Regions from separate parts of the Mus musculus genome. Here region 1 is linked to region 2. Evidence: chromatin contacts called from public HiChIP or PLAC-seq data. All regions are on one chromosome and are shown on one strand. The core of a region is the stretch at or near the end of the contact, and the rest is flanking DNA. Distances in the headings are between cores, read along the strand shown.

Region 1 (4,367 bases), core at 1,745-4,244, 440 kb before region 2:
AGATGGTGTTGGTATTCCAAATGTTGTCCAGTTATTCCTGTGGTCCTGCAGTCCCTCCACACAGCTGCCTGAGTAAGGGCATGACCCTGCCCTCAGCTCTACAGTATACTTCCCATTTCACTAGGAGAAAGGCATCCCCCTGCCAGGCCTGGCTGACTTGGGGCCTCATTTTTTTTCTCAGTCTCATGTCTGTCCTATCTTTACTGTTTTTTTTCTTTCAAATTTTATTTATTTAATGTGCTTGCTGCTATACCATGTTCTGTATAACGTGCATTCTTGGCCTGTTGCCCATGGAGGCCAGAAGAGGGTGTTGGATCCCCTGCAGCTAGAGTTACAGACAGCTGTGGGTGCTGGGAGTCAAACCCAGATCCTCTGGAAGAGCAGCCAGAGAGCTCTCAACCTCTGAGACATCCCTCAACCTTCTTCCTCCTCTTCCTCCTCCTCCTCTTCCTCTTCTTCCTCCTCTTCTTCTCTCTCTCTTTTTAAAGATTTATTTATTTGTTTTTCTATCTATCTATTTATTTACGTGAGTACACTGTAGCTGTGCAAATGGCTGTGAGCCTTCATATTAGTTGTTGGGACTTGACATTTTTTTTAGGACCTCTGCTTGCTCCAGTCAACCCTGTTCTGGTTGGCTCTGCTCGCTCAGTCCCTGCTTGCTCTGGCTCAAAGATTTATTTATTATTATACATAAGTACACTGTAGCTGACTTCAGACACACCAGAAGAAGGCGTCAGATCTCATTACGGGTGGTTGTGAGTCACCATGTGGTTTCTGGGATTTGAACTCAGGACCTTCAGAAGAGCAGTCAGTGCTCTTACCCGCTGAGCCATCTCACCAGCCCCTCCTCTTCTTCTCTTAAGAAAGGTTTGTTTTTATTTTATCTCTATGAGTGTTTGCCTACATCTGTGTGTGTGTGCCATTTGCATGCCTGGTGCTAGCAGAGGCCAGAAAAGGGTGCCTGACCCCCTGAAACTGCAGCGGCTGTGAGCAGCCACGTGCATTCTGGGACTTGAACCCAAGTCTTCTGCAAGAGCAGCCTATGTTCTTCAATGCTGAGCAGTCTCTCCACTCCTCCTCACTTATTCTTTTAACTTGTGTGTATATGTGTGTCTGTGTGCCATGGGTGTGCAGGTGCCCATGGAGGCTAGAAGAGGGCATCATGTCCCCTGGGGCAGGCGGCACAGATAATTATTATGTGAGTCCAGGGAGCCAAGCCCAGGCCCTCTGGAGAAGCAGCAATCCCTCCTAACTGCCGAGAACCATCTCTCCAGCCCCCTCCTTTTGGGATTCTTTCTTTCTTTCTTTTTTTTAGCACAGCTATTCTTAGAACATACCAAGCATGCTCCTGCCTCCAAGCCTCAGCACTGGTGGCTTTTCTTCCTCATGAGGGGTCATGTCCTCACTCCCTCAGGTCTCTGTCCAGGTGACACCTTGTCACCAAGGCTTTCCTTTATAGATGGTGTCACCTCCTCTAAAGCCACCGTTCTCGTCTCCTGTATCCCCCTGGTATTTATCACTGCCTGATTGACTACACATTTATTCTGTTGTTATTTGTTTTGTCTTGATTATTGAGGCAGAGTCTTACCATGCATGCCAATCTGGACTTGAGTTTGCTATGTAGGCTGGCCTTGAACCCTCAATCCTCCTGCCTCAACTTCCCAGTTACTGAGATTATGGGGGTGTGCCAGCATTCTGAACCAGACTTCTTTGTTCATCTACCACCCATCACCCAGTAACATACATGTAACATATATGTAGCCTCCATGAGTTCAGGCAGTGATGGTTTTGTTTGTTGCTGTATTCTAAGCTCCATGATAGCATCTGGTACATAGTAGAGGCTTAAGAACTCTTTGTTAGCCAGGCGATGGTGGGGTGTGCCTTTAATTTCATCACTTTGGAGGCAGAGGTGATCAGATCTCTGAGTTCGAGGCCAGCCTGGTCTACAGAGTGAGTTCCAGGACAGCCAGGGCTACACAGAGAAACACTGTCCCCCCCAACCCAAAAAAAAAAAAAAACAAAAAAACAAACAAACAGACAAACAAAAAAACATAGAAGGAGGGAAAAAAGGAGGAGGAGGAGAGAGGAAAAGAGAGAAGAAATCGTTGTTGAATGAATGCATTGCTGTGACCATGGGGTGAGCTTGTTCTAGAAGAATCACACGGATGAATCAAGTTCTCCAGAGCAGATGGGAATCACGGTGTTCAGACAGGGTTGCTGGGAGAGCCCGTGAGAGCCGGGGTTCACCCAGGCTGGGTATTCTGATGTTTTCACACACACATACACACACTATTCCCTTGTTCCTTACCCTAGAAGGACAGACATTGTCCTTCCCATTTGACAGTTGACAAACTAGGCACAGAGAGATCGGGGCTTGCATGCCACCTCCAGAGGAATATAGGGCAAAACTCCCGTCTTTGGGCTCTATTGCTGTGTCTCTTCCGCGCTCACTCATTTCCAGGGCTCGCCCATCCTTAAGCCCCAGCCCCGGAACGTCTCCCTCAGCTTCCCCTCAAGTCCCCCACAAGGAGTCAACTGAGAGAGAACCCAGTCCCACCCTCTCTGGCCGGCTCCCTGTGCTCAGGCACACAGGCTGCTGGAAGGAAGGAAGGGTTAACAAGGAGTGTTTGTAGCAGCGGCGTCTCCAAGGAGAGGAAGGAAAGCTGAGCAGAGCAGAGCAGCGGGCCAGAGCCTACTTGCTTGTTCTGGCTCCCTGGACGGTGACGGTGATGGTGGCGGTCCGGAGGCAGTAGATGACCTGCCCTGGGAAGAGAGGAGTACCCTCAACTTTCACCAGTCCCAGAAGCGCTGAACTCTGGGACTAGGCAGCTGAGAGTGAGGTCGCTGCAAGCCACCAAAGAAAAGTTCAGGCAGGGATTGAGGAATGTGGGCAGTGGGGGCTGGGCCTGGCCCAGAGGCTGAAGCCCATAGCAAGCCGCAGAGCCCCTGGGCTCTCAGAGGGTAGAGGGGGACCCATTGAATCAAGGAGAACTGGGCCAGGACCTTGACTAGCAGGTAGCAGAAGTAAAGAGACAACAGTGGGGGGACAGGAGGTTGTTACTTCCTCCCACACTTGAGTTCCAGTCATGTCTCAGCATGTGGGACATGGGAGGAGACCCAGGACCCCAGGACCTCCTGTGCGCAGCATCCGGCCCTTCAAGTCCAGCGAGCAGTACCTGGAGGCCATGAAGGAAGACCTGGCTGAGTGGCTTCGGGATCTGTACGGGCTGGACATCGATGCAGACAACTTCCTGCGGGTGCTGGAGACTGGCCTGGTGTTGTGCCGGCATGCCAACACTGTCACGGAGGCTGCTCTGGCCTTCCTGGCTGAGGCACCTGAGCGAGCTCAAAAGATTCCCATGCCCCAGGCTGGAGTTTTCTGCAATGGGGCTGCTCAGCCGGGTACCTTCCAGGCCAGGGACAACATCTCCAACTTCATCCAGTGGTGTCGCAAGGAGATGGGGATCCAAGGTAACGCAACGATCTCAGACCTTTATATTACAGGGGCACGAATCACTCAGAGGCTTAAGCTAAGTTAGACCTGGGGGACAGGAGTTGAGGTATTGTAGATTTTCCGTGCAGTAGCTTAGAGAAGCATCAGGTTCTCCACCTCACAGTAAATCCTTAGTAAATACACACTGATGACCAGTAGATATCCACCAATGATGAAATCCATGCATTGCCTCTTCTGTTTCCAGTGCATGCTAGGTTCTTAGAACTGAGGAGAATAGGGCCCGAGGGCCCAGGAATGCATGGTCTAGGAAGGCAGACAGCTAAGTAGATTAAGAGATTACAGCCCAGGGAGATGTGTGTTTCAAAGGTATACAATATACAATATGGGATCTAGAATGACAATGATCAGTCTGATGACACAGTAGTGGGCACCAGCAAGGGCAACAAGAGGGAGGAGATTTGAACCAAAGAGAGAAGTTTGGGAGAGGAGATTAATTAGTCAGGGAGCAGTGGCAAAGCACAAGGTAGGTGGATAACTGGGATGGGCTGGCCATCGAGCAGGAAGGACCGAAACAGTGGTTCTCGACCTTCCTAATGCTGAGACCCTTTAATACAGATCCTCATCTTGTGGTGACCCCCAACCATAAACTTATTTTCACTACTATTTCATAGCTGTAATTTTGCTGTTGTTATAAATTATAATGTACATATCTGATATGCAGGATATCTGATAGGTGACCTTCCAGGGGTTGTGACCCACAGGTTGACTTGACTAAAAGGATGGGAAGGAAGCTCAAGGCGGGAGGTCTATAGGGAAAGGCATAGTCCTGCAGGGACTCTCAGGGCTCAGAGAGTGACAGCTTTTGGCCTTGAACCCAGGAATGGGATTAGGTGTGATTGCACAATTCTCCAGG
Region 2 (4,508 bases), core at 18-2,517:
TGCCAGCCCAGAGATGGTCCCACCCACAAGGGGCCTTTCCCCCTTGATCACTAATTGAGGAAATGCCTTACAGTTGGATCTCATGGAGGCATTTCCTCAACTGAAGTTCCTTTCTCTGTGATAACTCTAGCTGTGTCAAGTTGACACAAAACTAGCCAGTACAGGAGGGTACATGCATCTGAGAGCAAGTGTTCAACATGGCCAATGACATTGACTCCCTGGAACTGGAGTTACGGGGTCCCTGAGCCAAAGGTGGGTGTTGGGACTCAAACCCAGGTCAACCACAAGAGTGTGCTCAGAGTCTCTGAGCCATCTTCCCAGCCCCCGTAATTATCACAGTTTTGTATTTCTACATTTTATAAGCACCATAATATAGTTGTATCTTTATCTTTTCAGTAATTTTTGAACACTGAAAAAGATAAATTACCTTTTAATATTCACTTAATTACTCCTGTAGTACTGGTTTTATTCATGTGACTCTAAGTGTTACTCTGGTACAAATTTCCATCAGCCTTTAACATTTTTTGTGACAAAGGTCTCCTGGTGACCAAGCCCTTGCTGAATTGTTTTGTTTCACCAGAAAAGGACATCATTAGTTTCTATCCACTAGGTGAAGTGGTGTGTGTGTGTGTGTGTGTGTGTGTGTGTGTGTGTGTGTGTGTGTGTGTTGAATTCTAGGTTGACAGTGTGTATTGAATTCTAGGATGACAGTCTTTTTCATTCAACACTGTACAATCTGGAAAATTAGAATTTTAAAGAAAAAGGACTATGGTGGTAAGAAAATATACTGAAAGGGGAAGTTTGGAACCATGGAAAAACAGGTTTTTAACTAGAATACACATCCTGATGCAGTTAACGGTGTTAACCATGTGTAACAAGTGTACATGCAGTAGGAACACAGAACAGATGAAGATCTGCAAGTACCAGGGGTTAACAGTGGTTAGTTCTCAACTCTGAGCTCAGGAGGTGAGATCCTCACAAAAGCTTCACTCTCACTCTGCTTCCCCCAGACCAGCATGAATCTGAGCTCCTTCAACAGCCCTTCCACAGCAGGGAACCCCCTCAGGCTGAGAAGGCTGTAAGTTCTTGCTATAGGGAGGAAGCCGCCCACAGCCAAGGATGGGGGCTTATCTGGAAAAAGGGCAGCAAGACAGATTCATCAAAACCAGCAGTGAGCTCAGTCTGGCAGCATGCCTGCAGCCGGCCAGAAAATCCGAGCAGTTTCGTTTTCCCAAAAACAAGTAACCCAACCACTAGAAGAATTGAGCCAATTCGCTGTGACCACTGCTAGCCAAACCCATGCTAGACCCGGGGCTGCTCCTCTGAACCTCACAGACAGGCGACCAGTCCACAAATGAAACACCACCTGGCCACAGACCAGAAGATTCTGGGCCGGAGGCTGAGTTCGGGAAGGAAAGGGAGACTTACATTCCTGCCTGTTTCTAAATTCTGCTTTCCCAGCCGGCCAGGGAACAGCGATCAAAAGTCTTTTCTCACAAAATGAAAGTGGTGAGTGAGAGCCACAGAGCTGCGACCTTCAAGGGAGCCAGGGACAGAAGGGTGGCCCGGTGCCAGAGGAAAGGGCCTGGAGAAGAGCTTATCTCCTTTCGAACAAGTTTTATGCTGTCTTGTGTAATTCGTATGAATAGATTCCATAAATTAGTTGGTAAATAGGTACACTTGGGCCGGTGACAGAACACTGGGATATAGGAAGAGCTAGGAGGAAGGAGGAAGAAAGAAGTGGGGAGAAAGCAGATACCAAAAGAAACTAAAAACACCAAGAACAATCCGAACGCCCAATATGGCTAAGGTTCAGAATTATTAAAGTTTAGTTTATTAAGCACATATGAGTTTCAAGCTTCCCGGTATTTAGAAGGCTTCCTATTGGTCTCTGCCCGCGGGCGGGAGAGGGTGGGTGGAGAGTCAGGCAGTGAAAAGGAAAGGCGGGAATTCCACGCCACCTCCGCGCGCTCTGCGCTCTGGGATCCGGAGCGACCAGGACCTGGTGAGACCCTCAGCTCCCCTCCACCTTCCCCGAGGTCCAGCACACCAGAACTGGAACCTGAGCAGCCCAGAAGCCAGGGTGGCACCACTGTGTCTCTCCTGTCTGAAGACCCGGATATTTTCTCAGACTTGGCGACACGTTCCTTTAAAAGTAGGTGCTGAGGACTGGAGGGGCCTGGGAGTGAAAGGGGATGATTCCAGTGGGTGAGAGACTGACCAGCCCAGCACAGGAGAAGGGGGACCCAGATGGGTGAAGGGATGGGGGAGGGAGGCTGTCTCTGTCACTCTAGCTTGCTCTGGCTGGCAATCTCAACAGGAAGTCTCTGAGCTGGTAGAGCCTGTTACTCTTAGTAGGTGCAAGTTAGAGTACAAGCTTTAGGCCCCAAGGTACAGCTTGAAATGACAATGTTGAAAGGGATTCTGTAGATGCCACTGAGCGACCCCTCTCTCTCTAAGATACTGTCTTTAACTGAGCAAGGAGCCAAGAGGCAGAAATATAATTGCTACTATCTAACCCAGGGTTTATAATCCAGAAGCTATGGAAAAGAGCCTAAAATCCGGGGATTTCAGTTTCCCAACTAGCACACCTTCTAAAGCCTGTTTCCTTTCTGTCCTGATTCCGCCTAAGATGGCCAGTCCCAATTTGTTTTGCCCAGTATACTGCCCCAGCCCTTCTAGTGCCTTGTGTGTTCCACTCTTACTTTCTACACACAGTCATCAGAGGCCTAATCTTCCACCGACTGTTTATATGGTTGTGTAAGGGAGACAGGATCACCTTTCTGCAGGTCTCAGGGAATGGTGCCATTACTATAGACCAGTTGTCCCACAAGCCCCTACAATCCTTCAACATTGGCAAACATCCTCTAGTTCAGCCTTATTCTGGGTCACATGACAGTTTTAGGATTTTACTCCCTAAAAAAAACTCAATTATATAGGTCTGGAGAGATGGCTCAGCGTTAAGAACACTTCTTGTCCCTGCACAAGACCCAGGTTCAATTCCCAGCACCCATATGGCAGTGAGCAACTCTCATAACTTTGGTCCTAGGGGATCTGATGCCCTTTTCTGACCAGGCACCAGGCAGGAGGTATACAGGCATATAGGCAAGCAAAATACTCATAAACCACTGAGCCGTCTCTCTGGGTCTGTTGTCTTTAATTTTTATGCAAATACTATCATAAGGTAATGCCTTGCTAGAAGATTGTTTTTTCAAGTCATTATTACAATTTACAAATTTGTAGATTTGTTTATTGTTGTGTCCGGCCAGCAGCTCACAGGTCTGGGTTCTAGCCCGGAAAGGCATTTTGGAAACCTGGAAGAGAAGAGGGGCTAGGCGGGGCGAGATAAAGACGGAGCTAAGACAGTCATCCTGATCAAAGCTCAATTTTACTGTTCCAACAAGCAGTTATGAAGCAGGGGAAGGGGGGCCCGATTCCCGCCAAATAATCCTGGAGTCCAGTGGCAGGGTGACCACGTGTATGGTTCCGGAACAGCAAAGCGGCGGGCTCCAGCAGTGGGCGTGGCAGAACAATTGAGCGGGAAGCTCCATCCCAATGTAAACAGTGGAAACTGGGCGGGCAGGTTTAAGGCTGGGGGAGGGGAGGCTACAGTTTATGTGGGATGCATGAAGATTAGGTATAACGGCACTCACCATCAACTTATTGGATGTGAAATCTCCTAGGGAAAAGGCCTCCAGGCACACACATGGGAAAGGGTGTGGCATTAGAAGACTCTCCCTACTACCTCCCTGACATCTGTAACCTAACCTCAACCATGCCCCCTGTTTGCCTTTCTCCTCTTCTTCACCTTCTCCCAGCTCCTGGACCACCACCATTTCCAAACATCGTCGCTCAGAATTCTGTTGTTTCAGTCCCTCAGCCTCCTGCTCCATCTTTAAGTTAACTTCTGTGCTGGCTCTCTCTCCTCCATGGTAAAGATTGTTAACATTCCCAACTTAAACAGAACCTTGCCAAACTTTCTTTCTTTCTTTTTTTTTTTTTTTTTTAGGGGGGGGGGGGAGTCCGAGACAGGGTTTCTCTGTGTAGCCCTGGCTGTCCTGGAACTCACTTTGTAGATAAGGCTGGCCTCGATCTCATAAATCTGCCTGCCTCTGCCTCCCAAGTGCTGGGATTAAAGGCATGCACCTTTACTGCCTGACATTTCACTAAATCATTTAATAAGACTGCCTAATCTCAATGTCCACCTCTGCTCAGCAGTTTGTATACACAGAGAATCTCAGCAGGTGTCCTTGAGCTCCATGCCCAGCACCATACTCCTCTTCCTTTCTCCCACCTCTGGGTCTTCACCTCTGGTTTGACTTCTCCTTCTAGTATATTCTTCCTTCATCCCTTAATTTATTAGAAATATATACCAAGCTGTGATATCTCACTCCATGGCACACCCTTGGATTTATTGATTCCTCCTGGTCTTGTACCATAATGACAATGGCTACATCCTGACACTTCTGGTACCTAGGCATCATTGTCTCCTCCTGAGAGCTTTATTG

What was found. HiChIP or PLAC-seq counts read pairs in DNA pulled down with a chosen protein or histone mark.
Region 1: a contact with region 2 is called in an H3K4me3 HiChIP or PLAC-seq map of embryonic stem cells, with 4 times the contacts expected there. The contact joins the promoter of Gas2l2 here to the promoter of Slfn9 in region 2. A contact is called at or near these places in 1 of 39 promoter capture datasets (erythroid cells) and 1 of 115 datasets of contacts at active chromatin or transcription factors (embryonic stem cells).

The regions. Positions count from the first base shown.
Region 1 is chr11:83,428,148-83,432,514 of GRCm38.p6, reverse strand. Gas2l2 (growth arrest-specific 2 like 2) reads left to right here and starts at 2,994. Exons shown (of 6, transcript NM_001013759.2): 1 at 2,994-3,471. The coding sequence starts at 3,087.
Region 2 is chr11:82,988,589-82,993,096 of GRCm38.p6, reverse strand. It overlaps Slfn9 (schlafen 9), which reads left to right and starts at 1,267. Exons shown (of 5, transcript NM_172796.2): 1 at 1,267-1,509.